2 separate regions of the Gossypium hirsutum genome follow, and region 2 is linked to region 1. A link is a contact called in public Hi-C data. All regions are on one chromosome and are shown on one strand. The core of a region is the stretch at or near the end of the contact, and the rest is flanking DNA. Distances in the headings are between cores, read along the strand shown. Region 1 holds the start of LOC107909635 (U4/U6 small nuclear ribonucleoprotein Prp31 homolog). Region 2 holds the start of LOC107909653 (AP-1 complex subunit gamma-2).

Region 1 (5,417 bases), core at 1,963-4,462:
GCTAGTCCTATATTATGCCTACAATTGTAGGTTTAGTTTACATTCTCCAATTGGATCATTCAAAGTTTCTATACTTTTCGAATTATGAAATTTTAGTCGTCTTGACACAAATAACAATTGTTAATCTATTAATTGAATTTCTAGTGAGTAATACATGGAAATAACAAGCTAACATGGAATTACACATATAGTAATATGTTTGCCACGTTAGATTCTGGAAATATTAAAACTTAACTTAATGAATTTAATAGTTATTATTTAGTGAGGATTGAAATTTAAAATTTGAAAAGTATAAGGACTAAAAAGACAAAATTAAAATATAAGAACTAAATCCACAATATTTACAAAGTTTAAGGACTAATGGTAGAATTTAACTTAGAATTTATAATGTAGCATTTAGAAACCTAATTTGTTGTTAAGCCAAAAATTGCGTGAAACACTTGAAGTTAGATGTGTTCAATGGCAAAGTTTCTTTTATTATTATTATTATTATTATCTAATAATAAATATATGTACAAAAATTAAAATTATTTATTATTATGGTATGCAAATAACTTTTATAAACTTGTATGAAAATAAATTTCAAACTTAAAATAATTGACATGTGTTAGAAAAATCATAAGGTAATTGATAATTACCTCAATTCTTAATTTCTCTCTAACATTTTATTTGGACATTACATAGTAATTAATTGAAAGTGTAATTAGTAGGGTAGTAATCATATTCATTTGTAATTACAAAGAATTATAATTTTCTAAATGTGTTTTGTTGATAGGGTGTAATTACATTATAATTCCTCATGTCATGTTAGGTAGTGCAAATTGTAATTGTACAGTTACATATTTTATATATTTTTAAAAAAATATTAATTATTATAAAAAATATTAGCATGATAAAAAAAATTTCTAAACAAACAACAAACAACAAACAACAAAAATCAAAATCAAATCATCATATGTATCGTGTTAATAAAAAAGTAGTTAATAATACAATTACTAATAAAAATAAAAATAAACATCATATAAAATTTGAAAATAACTTACATAAGGACGATCCTAAAAAATAAGGTTTTTAGGCACCAATAAAATTTTGCCACATCATCAAATTTTAAAGACATGAAATTATTATTATATACTCATCTATAGATAAATTATTTTATGGACTCTTCCAACCATATTATTCATGGTCCATTCTCAATTATTTAATTACATTTCAACATTTTTTTTCATGTCATTGACAAATGATTTTGATATTTTTTTTAACCCTGAACCCTAAATTTAGAATCTCAACCCCTAAACCCAAAATATAGAATCCAAAATTTAAAACCACAAAACTTTGAACCTTGAACCCGAACCATGAATCATAAACTCGTAACCTCGAACCTTTAAACCTTAAACTCAAACCCTAAACATCAAATCCTTAAACACTGAACTTAAACCTTGAACCCCGAACCCAAAACCCAAACTTGGACTCAAAATCTTAAATCCTAAATCCAACCCTAAACCTCAGGATTTGGGATTCAAGGTTTGAGGTTCTGGGTAGAATAATTACCAAAATTATGTGTCAATGACATTGAAAAATTGCACAAAAGTTTTTTTTTTTTTAAAATTAGTTGCACAAAAATAAAAAATATTAACTTATGAAGAAATGATTAAAATTTGTAAAAAAGAAGAAGAAGAAAAGGTGTTTGTTTATAATTTTAAAAATTAATTATTTTAAATAATTTAATTAAAGTTAAATTAAATTGGAGAAGATATTAGATATAGATGAGTGTATAATAATACTTTGTTATCTTTAAAATTTAATGACGTGGCACTATTTTATTGGTGTTTAAAAACTATACTTTTTAGGATGATCCTAATATAATTTATTCTCATAAAATTTTATCTAAATTGTTCCAGTGTTTCATATTTGTTGGGTTATTTCCTCTTTAATATAAGCTCATTTTCATCAAATGTTGGTTTTTGACCGAGTTCATTATCTATCATCTGAATTTGTATCATTGTGATTATCAAGATCTCTTTTTTCCTTGTATGTTTCGAAGTATAGATCATCCCAAATATACCTATGAATGAAGGTATGAAGTATGCAATATGCTAATATGATCAGATATTATTATTTTTATGTTATACTAAGTGATGTTGATATGAGAAATTTTTTTAAAATAACAAATGTCCTCTCAACCACATTTCGAAGCCTTAAACGTCTCAAATTAAAGAATTCTTGAGTCGTCTTTTGTGCTTGTGTCTAGTTCCATTCTCTCAAATCGTATCATACCCCACGATATGGTGCATGAATATTTTTTACATTTGCATAATTAACATCTACCAAATAAAATTTGGGTTCACAGTGCAAATAGTTTGTAACTTTAATAATAAAAACTCATATAAACTTAATTTTAAAAAAAGAATTATGTTATATTATAAATTTTTTTATATAATATACAAATTAAGTAAAAAAAATATAATAATTATAATATATTAACCTTTATAATTTTTTTATAGTGTGCTATAATTTTCATAACATTTCTTATAAATAATATAATTTTTTGCCATAATTTTATAAAATTATAACATTCTTTTTTACAAAAAAACATATTATTTTTATAATATATAACATCGACACATAAATAGTTTATATTCATGTTTTTTATCATAATTTTTTATAAATAAATATAATATACACTTATATAATCTTAGATTATTTTTTATAATAAATTTTATTGTTCTAACTTTAAAAAAATTAAGACTTAAGCAATATAATTTTTATTATAACTTTATAAAATACACATAAATTATGTTATAATATAAGATTTATAACATAATAAATCTTTGATCATAACCATCTTGAACACTTATACATGTTTATGCTTATAATATAAAAATTTATAACTTAAACTTGTACTCTAATTACACCAAATTTTCAATGAGATCCAGAAATTACAAGTAATTACACCCAAATTCAATTATTAAATAATTTTTCAAACACTACCTAAGAATTAAAAAGAGTAATTCAAATAATCAAATTAACAACTACGATGATCACCAAAACATACCGCACTTACTGACAAATCCAATTACCGGTGCTTTTCAAATACTACAATTTTTGAAAAAATAGATGAGAAAGATTTTTTTTACCAAGATGGATCAAAGCATAAATGATTTCGGGCCAACATAGAAATAGAAGGTCTAGCCCATACAAAAGCCGACTCGATAGCATGTTCAAGAAGTTTCCCTATAAATTATTTTCGCTATCGCCCAAACGAAGTTTCTTTGTTTATTTGCTCTTCTTTTCTCCGATTAGGGTTCCTTCATTATTCTCTTTAGGAAATTTTAATTTTCAACTTGTTTTCGTTTATTCTCTTCGATTTTGGGTTAAACCCTAGAAGGCTCCTCGCGAAAGTGTCAGATGGTTAGTTTTCTTTTCTCTAATTACTCTATTTTTTTTCTCCTGGAATTTTAGCACTTTTCATTCGATAAAATAATTGCATCTAACTGTCTGTTCTTTTACTTGGTTATAATTTTCAGGCAACTTTAGCTGATTCATTCCTTGCGGACCTTGATGAATTATCAGACAACGAAGCCGATGTTCTGGTGAGTTGAAACTATACTTACCTTTTCTGTTTTGAGTTTCAGCCTCTTTTTTTTTTATTCGACACTTAATCTGAATCGTAATGTTCATATCATTCTTTCAGGAGGAAGAAAATAATGATGTTGCAAACATGGAAGAAGATATTGATGGTGACCTCGCGGATATCGAAACGCTTAACTACGATGATCTGGACAGTGTTTCCAAATTGCAAAAAAGTCAGAGATACATTGATATAATGCAGAAAGTGGAAGATGCGCTCGAGAAGGGTTCTGATATATCAAATCAGGGCTTGGTACTGGAAGATGATCCTGAGTATCAGCTGATTGTGGACTGTAATGGACTATCAGTTGATATCGAGAATGAGATTGTTATTATCCATAATTTTATACGTGATAAGTACCGATTGAAGTTTCCTGAGCTTGAATCGCTTGTACATCATCCAATTGATTATGCTCGTGTGGTGAAAAAGATTGGCAATGAGATGGATTTAACCCTTGTGGATTTGGAAGGGCTTTTGCCTTCAGCTATCATTATGGTTGTTTCAGTTACAGCATCAACTACCAGTGGCAAGCCACTTCCTGAAGATGTTCTCCAGAAAACTATTGATGCGTGTGATCGTGCTCTGGCTCTGGATACTGCAAAGAAGAATGTTCTTGATTTTGTAGAAAGTAGAATGGGATATATTGCACCAAATCTTTCTACTATTGTTGGAAGTGCTGTTGCTGCTAAACTTATGGGTACTGCTGGTGGCCTTTCCGCATTAGCTAAGATGCCTGCTTGTAATGTTCAGCTGCTTGGTGCGAAGAAGAAGACCCTTGCAGGGTTTTCCACTGCAACGTCACAGTTTCGTGTTGGGTATATTGAACAGACAGAGATTTTTCAAACTACACCCCCTGCTTTGAGGAGTCGTGCTTGTCGTCTCTTGGCTTCTAAAGCAACTCTTGCAGCACGTATAGACTCCACTAGAGGGGATCCTTTGGGGAATGCTGGAAAAACCTTAAAGGAAGAAATTCATAAGAAAATTGAAAAATGGCAAGAACCACCTCCTGCAAAGCAGCCTAAACCACTTCCTGTTCCTGATTCTGAACCTAAGAAAAAGAGGGGTGGTCGTCGCTTAAGGAAGATGAAAGAAAGGTAGTTCTGTTATTTTGATTACTATTGAAATCTTTATTTTTCCTTTTAAAATTTTTTTCCAGCAATTTGTTTGTGCATTCTGCATTTTGCTTATATCTATATATGTTATTTTCAGGTATGCTATAACAGACATGAGGAAGCTAGCGAACAGGATGCAATTTGGAGTACCTGAGGAAAGCTCTTTAGGTGAACTTAGATTTTTCTAATTTCCGAAGAATCATTTTTAGTTTTTTTTTTCTTTAATGATGCTTGAACTCAAAAACCATGTTTTGGGTCTTCAATAGGCTTGTAGCCTCTGATTTGTCAAATACGATAATGCTTAACTACCTTCTTTAAGAAATGTCTAGTTCTGTATATTCTCTTGAGGAGTTACTTTCATGGAGCAGTTTCTAGAATCTATTTATCAACTAAGAAGAACATAACCTATTTCCCACAGTTTTCTGACTGTTCATTTCCCTTTTGATATTAGGTGATGGACTAGGTGAAGGTTATGGAATGCTTGGTCAGGCTGGGAGTGGCAAACTGCGTGTTTCAATTGGTCAGAGCAAACTTGCAGCCAAAGTTGCTAAGAAGTAGGTTCTCCTGTTCTTTTTTCCCCCTTCAATCGGTTAGCTTAATTTAGTATTTTTGCTGTTTTTCTCTCAAATTCAACCTTGCATGTTGATCTCCTGGGTGATACTCTTTTTCCTTCA
Region 2 (5,417 bases), core at 1,775-4,274, 150 kb before region 1:
ACAAGCTCATAAATCCTATTGAAAACAAATTGCAAAATGAGCCTGAAGATCTTAGTATAAATTGAAGGAAATAATAACCAACTGTTTAGAAAAAACACCAGTAAGCTTGATCCTTTCAATCCTTTTTATCATAACTACTCTTCTTCCAGAAACAGAACAAAAGGACTGGTGGTAAAGTAGACAGCTCTGCTCGCATTGGGTGCTCCAAAAAATACCAAAGCAGATACTAAATATTTATAATTTTATATAGGAGCAGACAAGTAAAGCAAATAATTCATGAACTCCATAGAGTGTCTTTCAGATGCTATAGCTATGAGCTGTTGTGCTCATAAGATCAAGACCAGTATACCTTTCTAAAGTATTCAAGGGCTTCTGAGCTGACTTTACATAGATCTGCACAAAGTTGAACTCCTGTTATCAGGACCCCATGATGCTTTTCTTTAAGTAGGGAAGCGGCACAATTAATAAAGTTTTCAGCCAGGTCTGGAACTTTCTTTATGATCCGTATGGAGCACAATGCTGCCTAGAACAAGAGTCAAGAGCTCTTAAAGATTGCAGGCAGATCACTGAAGAAATTGACGTATATATAACCTAAAAATTATCAACAAATGCACATTATGAGAATTCATAACCAAAGCCACTTTGCACACACGGGCAGGAGGGGAGGGATGTGGAAGTGGGAGGCCTGTTTAATTGAATCAATCCTCCAATAGAAAAGTGATATTGCAGTTGAACCAATTCAGAACATTGAAAAATGCCATCATAGAATGGTTGGCAATGATCATTAGATGTCTTTCCCTCCCCATCAAACAAGAAAACTGAAGTTGGCTATCTTGGAGTCACACATCAGACTTAATAGTTTCAATACGTTAGCATTTTTCCCTTGAATGATTGTATGCTGCAAATTCTTCTGGTTAAGAAATGTAGGCAGAAAAAATATCCAGATTTGATAAAAGTAGCTGCCATATGAATGGTGCAGAATATCATTGAACGAATATCACATCATACAGATGGCATCTCAGTTATGCAGTATCCAGTACTTAATCATCAGTTTACACTTTTAACCTTTTAATTGACAAAATTACAAACGCATTGTTGCAAAGAAATAAAGGGCACAAACAGAAATATTTGAAGTGCTCAACAGAATAACCCAAAACTTTCCTACTCCTGCAGAAGAGGACAGAGAAGTTATCATTTAAGAGGGGATACTCAGCATTAAGCATAAGAAATTCAAAAAGTCTGGAGTCCAGTGGCCTCCATTTTCTTCTTTACTTCACATCTATATGTGATGAACATATCTTTGAGTTAAGAATAGGACACACTTACTTTCTTCCTGATATTTGGATCTCGAAACTGCAGCAATCTTTCTACTTCAGGTGAAAGATCACGGGCCATTTCTGCTGAACAAATATTACCCAGTGCACAAAGAGCAAGTCCTACAATGTACTGGTTTGAATGGTTCAGATCTCTGCATATAAGTTAAGGTTCCTGCAAGTAAAGCAAATCTCTCCATTTTCTTATTTTTACACTTGTAATACAACCCTATCAGGCACAATAATATTAACCCAGAACAGAACTGATTAAAGGGAAAAGGAAATGGGAACAAAATAAGCTTGAGAAGAATCCACGCAAAAGATACTGCTTTAATGAGTTTGTGACCAACATGAGAACTTCTTGTCTTTCATCAAGAAGCAACATAAGACCAAGATATCCTATCCTCTTCTCTGGAAATCCAGCAGATGCAATCAACTTCAAGCACTCCATTTGGCCAAAATGAGTGGGATATCCAAGTATCTGAATGAACATGAGTTTTGCCAGGTTACGGTGCCTATAATCTTGATCATCTTCATTAATTGAAGCACGAATAGCAGCACACTCTTTCCTTACAACAGCACGCTCTTCTGCTGCAGTTTTGCATGCACGTATAGCCCGTATCATGTCCCTGCATTGGAGAAGTAAGTTTAAACCATTTTCAATTAATATGTATATAAACTACATGTGCATTTTCTATGCCTGCCATTTTACAAAAAGTGTGTCTAGGTGCACCAGGCATGCACCTCACCTAAAAGGGTTCGAGGCACTTTTGTTTGCTATCTAGTGTTAAGGCGCACGGTGCATGCGCACCTTTGTGGATGCCTTAACGATGCTACATATAATGCAAGACTAGAGACAGTACGACTTGCGTGACCAAACCAGCCAACGTTTTAGTTGTCATCTATGTAATAGTACCTCCTAACAACAATGCTATTTAGTGCATCATTTAATATTATCAACATTTCCAAAAAAAGAAGATCAAGCTACTTTCAAACCAATTATTAAATGGGTATGACACATTTCTACAATTTCATTAATAGTTGCAAGTTGCAACTAACTCGAGATAATAAAAAGGAAATCAAAAGATAATCAGAAGAACCAAATTATGAAAACCCCAAACAGGCTAACATATTACACTTAGCTCTAAATACATACGCAATCATCTTTTAAGTTGCACGAACCACAACTGAACTCCCGAAATTCTAATCACGGTATTAAAAAAAACAGCTCTTATAAATTTTAGTCACAACTCCAGTCCACTCAAATAAACAAACTCATGAGTTGTTGATCTGATCTTCAAATTAAAAGGAAAAAGGAGAAGTAAAAGAAGAAATGGGTAACAGTAGGAATCGGTGCTCACCTTAGACGAGTACCGGAAGAAAAAGGATTCATGATCGTATTAAGGTAGGAAACTCTAGTAGAGAGGTCGACACAGATGGAATAGAAACTAAACCAAATGCTGCAATTAAATCGATCACCAAAATAGCACTATTCAGAATTAAACCGTACTGTTTTTTTTTTCTCTTTTCGCAAGCTTAAAGAATGTGAAATTGAAGATCCAAATGCTGGAATTCGGAGATCTAAGAAAGAGGAAGAAACGGAGAATTGGATCTGAGAGACCGAGAAAACGGAGTCTCTTTTTCTACTTGAGAAAAATGGGAGCAGAGCAGTCAAATTGGCAATTTGTAAGTCCAGTCAGTCGTAAATATTGGGTTAAATTTGCAAGGGGGATATTCGGCTTATTTATTGGTTGGACATGACATGGCAGGATTTCATTGGGCAGTTAGAGAGATTTGTTTGTAGTAATTAGTAACGGCTCTGCAGGCTTCGCTGTTTATTCTTTTAATTTGGTGTATCAACTTCAATTCTTTTCTTAATTTGATAACTAATTTTCTTTGTTTAATTTAGTTTTTTTCTTATTTCATACTTAACTTGTTTTTATCTAATTTAGTACTTAAACTTGTCAAATGATATATAAAATTACATCAATATATTAACAATGTTTTTTTTATGAAGTAGCAATAATATTCAAAATGTATGATCGATATGTGATCAATGATATGGAATTTTTTATATTTTAAATGTTAAATTACTTTTAGTTTATTTTATTTTATTTTAAATTTTACATTTAACCTAATGAATTTATTTTATTTTGGATTTTTAAAACTTTTATTTTCTTCTTCAGTATTAATTTGTGAAGAACGATTCAAAGCACAATTTGTAACATGAATTACCTCTTATAGTGATGATATTTTTATGAAATTAAGGGCTTTGTAAAGATCAAGCCATGCTTTAAGCATGTAATCCATTTTGAATCATTATTACCAATAACAATCAAAGTAATCTCAACCTCAATAAAAACTAAACTTTAAGCATATTGTTTAATGCAACAGAAGAAACTCCAAATAAATGTAATAACTCTTACCATTAAATTTCTTGTCATCTATCACATGTCAATCATACATTAGCTATTTTTGTTCCCTCATGAAAAACTAACATTATGGTAATTTGTATAATATTTTACAAGTTTAGATACCAAATTAGGAAAAAGTGTTAAGTTCAAGTACTGAATTGGGACAAAAAAGCTAGGTAACCACTTAAGAAAAAGAGTCACGTTTAAGTATCAAATTGGGCCAAAAAACCTTAGGTATCAAATTTTAAAAAAAAAGTGTCAAGTCCATGTATCAAATGTTATATTTTTAAGGTTTTTTTTTCTTCTTGTTGTTGTTCAAACTATGAAAATTCTTTGAAAGCAAAGGAATTACAACAAATAAATAAGTTCAGTTGTAATACAAAATACCCAATTTATCCGACAAGAATAAAATATTGTTTCTTAGCAATCCAATCAGCTATTTGATTATTAGGTCAAATCACACGGCTAAAAAAAACATTTGAAACACAAGAAACCATCAAGAGGATATTGGAGATAAATGTTGAAACTTCCAAAGAAGTTGAGATCTTTCCATTAAGCATTTTGATTGTATAAAAGCAATTTTATTTAATGATGATGTGTTGCCATCCATGTAACACCCCAATACCCAACCCGATCGTTGGGTCTAAGCTACAATGTGTCACATTCATTGTCGGAGCAACTACGATCAAACTACATTTGCTTTATACCAATAAATGGTTAAATTTCAAACAATACATACATATGTTACTATATACATTCGTTTTTGGGTCGTATATGAGCTTATGGAAGCTTTATTGCAAAACCGAGGTCAAATTATGACCAAATTATAAAAATTTTAAAATATCAGGTTGATGTCACAGCGTTGAGGGTTCCTTGTCGCGACGCAACATACTAACTTGATCTCATCACAACATTAAAGGACTGACATCACGACATGACCCCTGTTTTACAACAAACTCCAATTTGGTACCTATTTAACTGATCAATACAATTCAATATTCTCAAAACCAATCTTCAAAACCATTAATACCATTTCCAGCATACATTCTCAACATATCTCATCATATATATATGTATACATTTCTTAAACCTATTTGCTAACATCGACACTTGTGCCATTCAACATTCGTTTACACAATTGGCATATACATTTCCCTTATAAACCATAAGTATGCCAACTTTTCATACAATTCATCAAGGTATTATATTCACAATATGTAAATTAACTATTTAGCCATTATTACATTACCATTTTAAGCTTCAAATATAAGCATAATTATCTATTATATCAACAATCTGATTTAGCCTAAGTACATTATGTTTAACAAACAAAAAGACTTTACAAACATTGATGAGTTAGGGACACTTGGCTGGATGCCGGAGTTACTACTTGAGACCTCTAGATGTACCTATACCTACATAGGGGAAAAACAAACCATACGCTAAGCAATAATGCTCAATGGTATTTCCATTATTCAAGTAAATATAACATAGGTTACAATCATTTGCATACAATCAATTTGAATTCTAATGTCAACCAATGTAGATATACAACTCATGCTAAATATCATTCAATGTAATAGCATATATGTATATATATAAATATGCTACCAAAGTACCAATGCATCATTTGAACTATCTAAATATTAGTTCAATTAACAAAGCTAAATGAACTTGTCATGCCAACATA

The links. A called contact is a pair of places that touch in the nucleus more often than the background predicts.
Region 2: a Hi-C map of leaf shows a contact between it and region 1, with 2.2 times the contacts expected there. The contact joins the promoter of LOC107909653 here to the promoter of LOC107909635 in region 1. A contact is called at or near these places in 9 of 34 Hi-C or Micro-C datasets (callus and leaf).

What each region holds. Positions count from the first base shown.
Region 1 is chrD02:61,396,161-61,401,577 of Gossypium_hirsutum_v2.1, reverse strand. LOC107909635 (U4/U6 small nuclear ribonucleoprotein Prp31 homolog) reads left to right here and starts at 3,212. Exons shown (of 7, transcript XM_016837245.2): 1 at 3,212-3,411; 2 at 3,528-3,593; 3 at 3,695-4,725; 4 at 4,841-4,911; 5 at 5,195-5,297. The coding sequence starts at 3,409.
Region 2 is chrD02:61,548,141-61,553,557 of Gossypium_hirsutum_v2.1, reverse strand. It overlaps LOC107909653 (AP-1 complex subunit gamma-2), which reads right to left and starts at 3,024. Exons shown (of 18, transcript XM_016837268.2): 1 at 2,675-3,024; 2 at 1,640-1,942; 3 at 1,327-1,468; 4 at 350-523. The coding sequence starts at 2,706.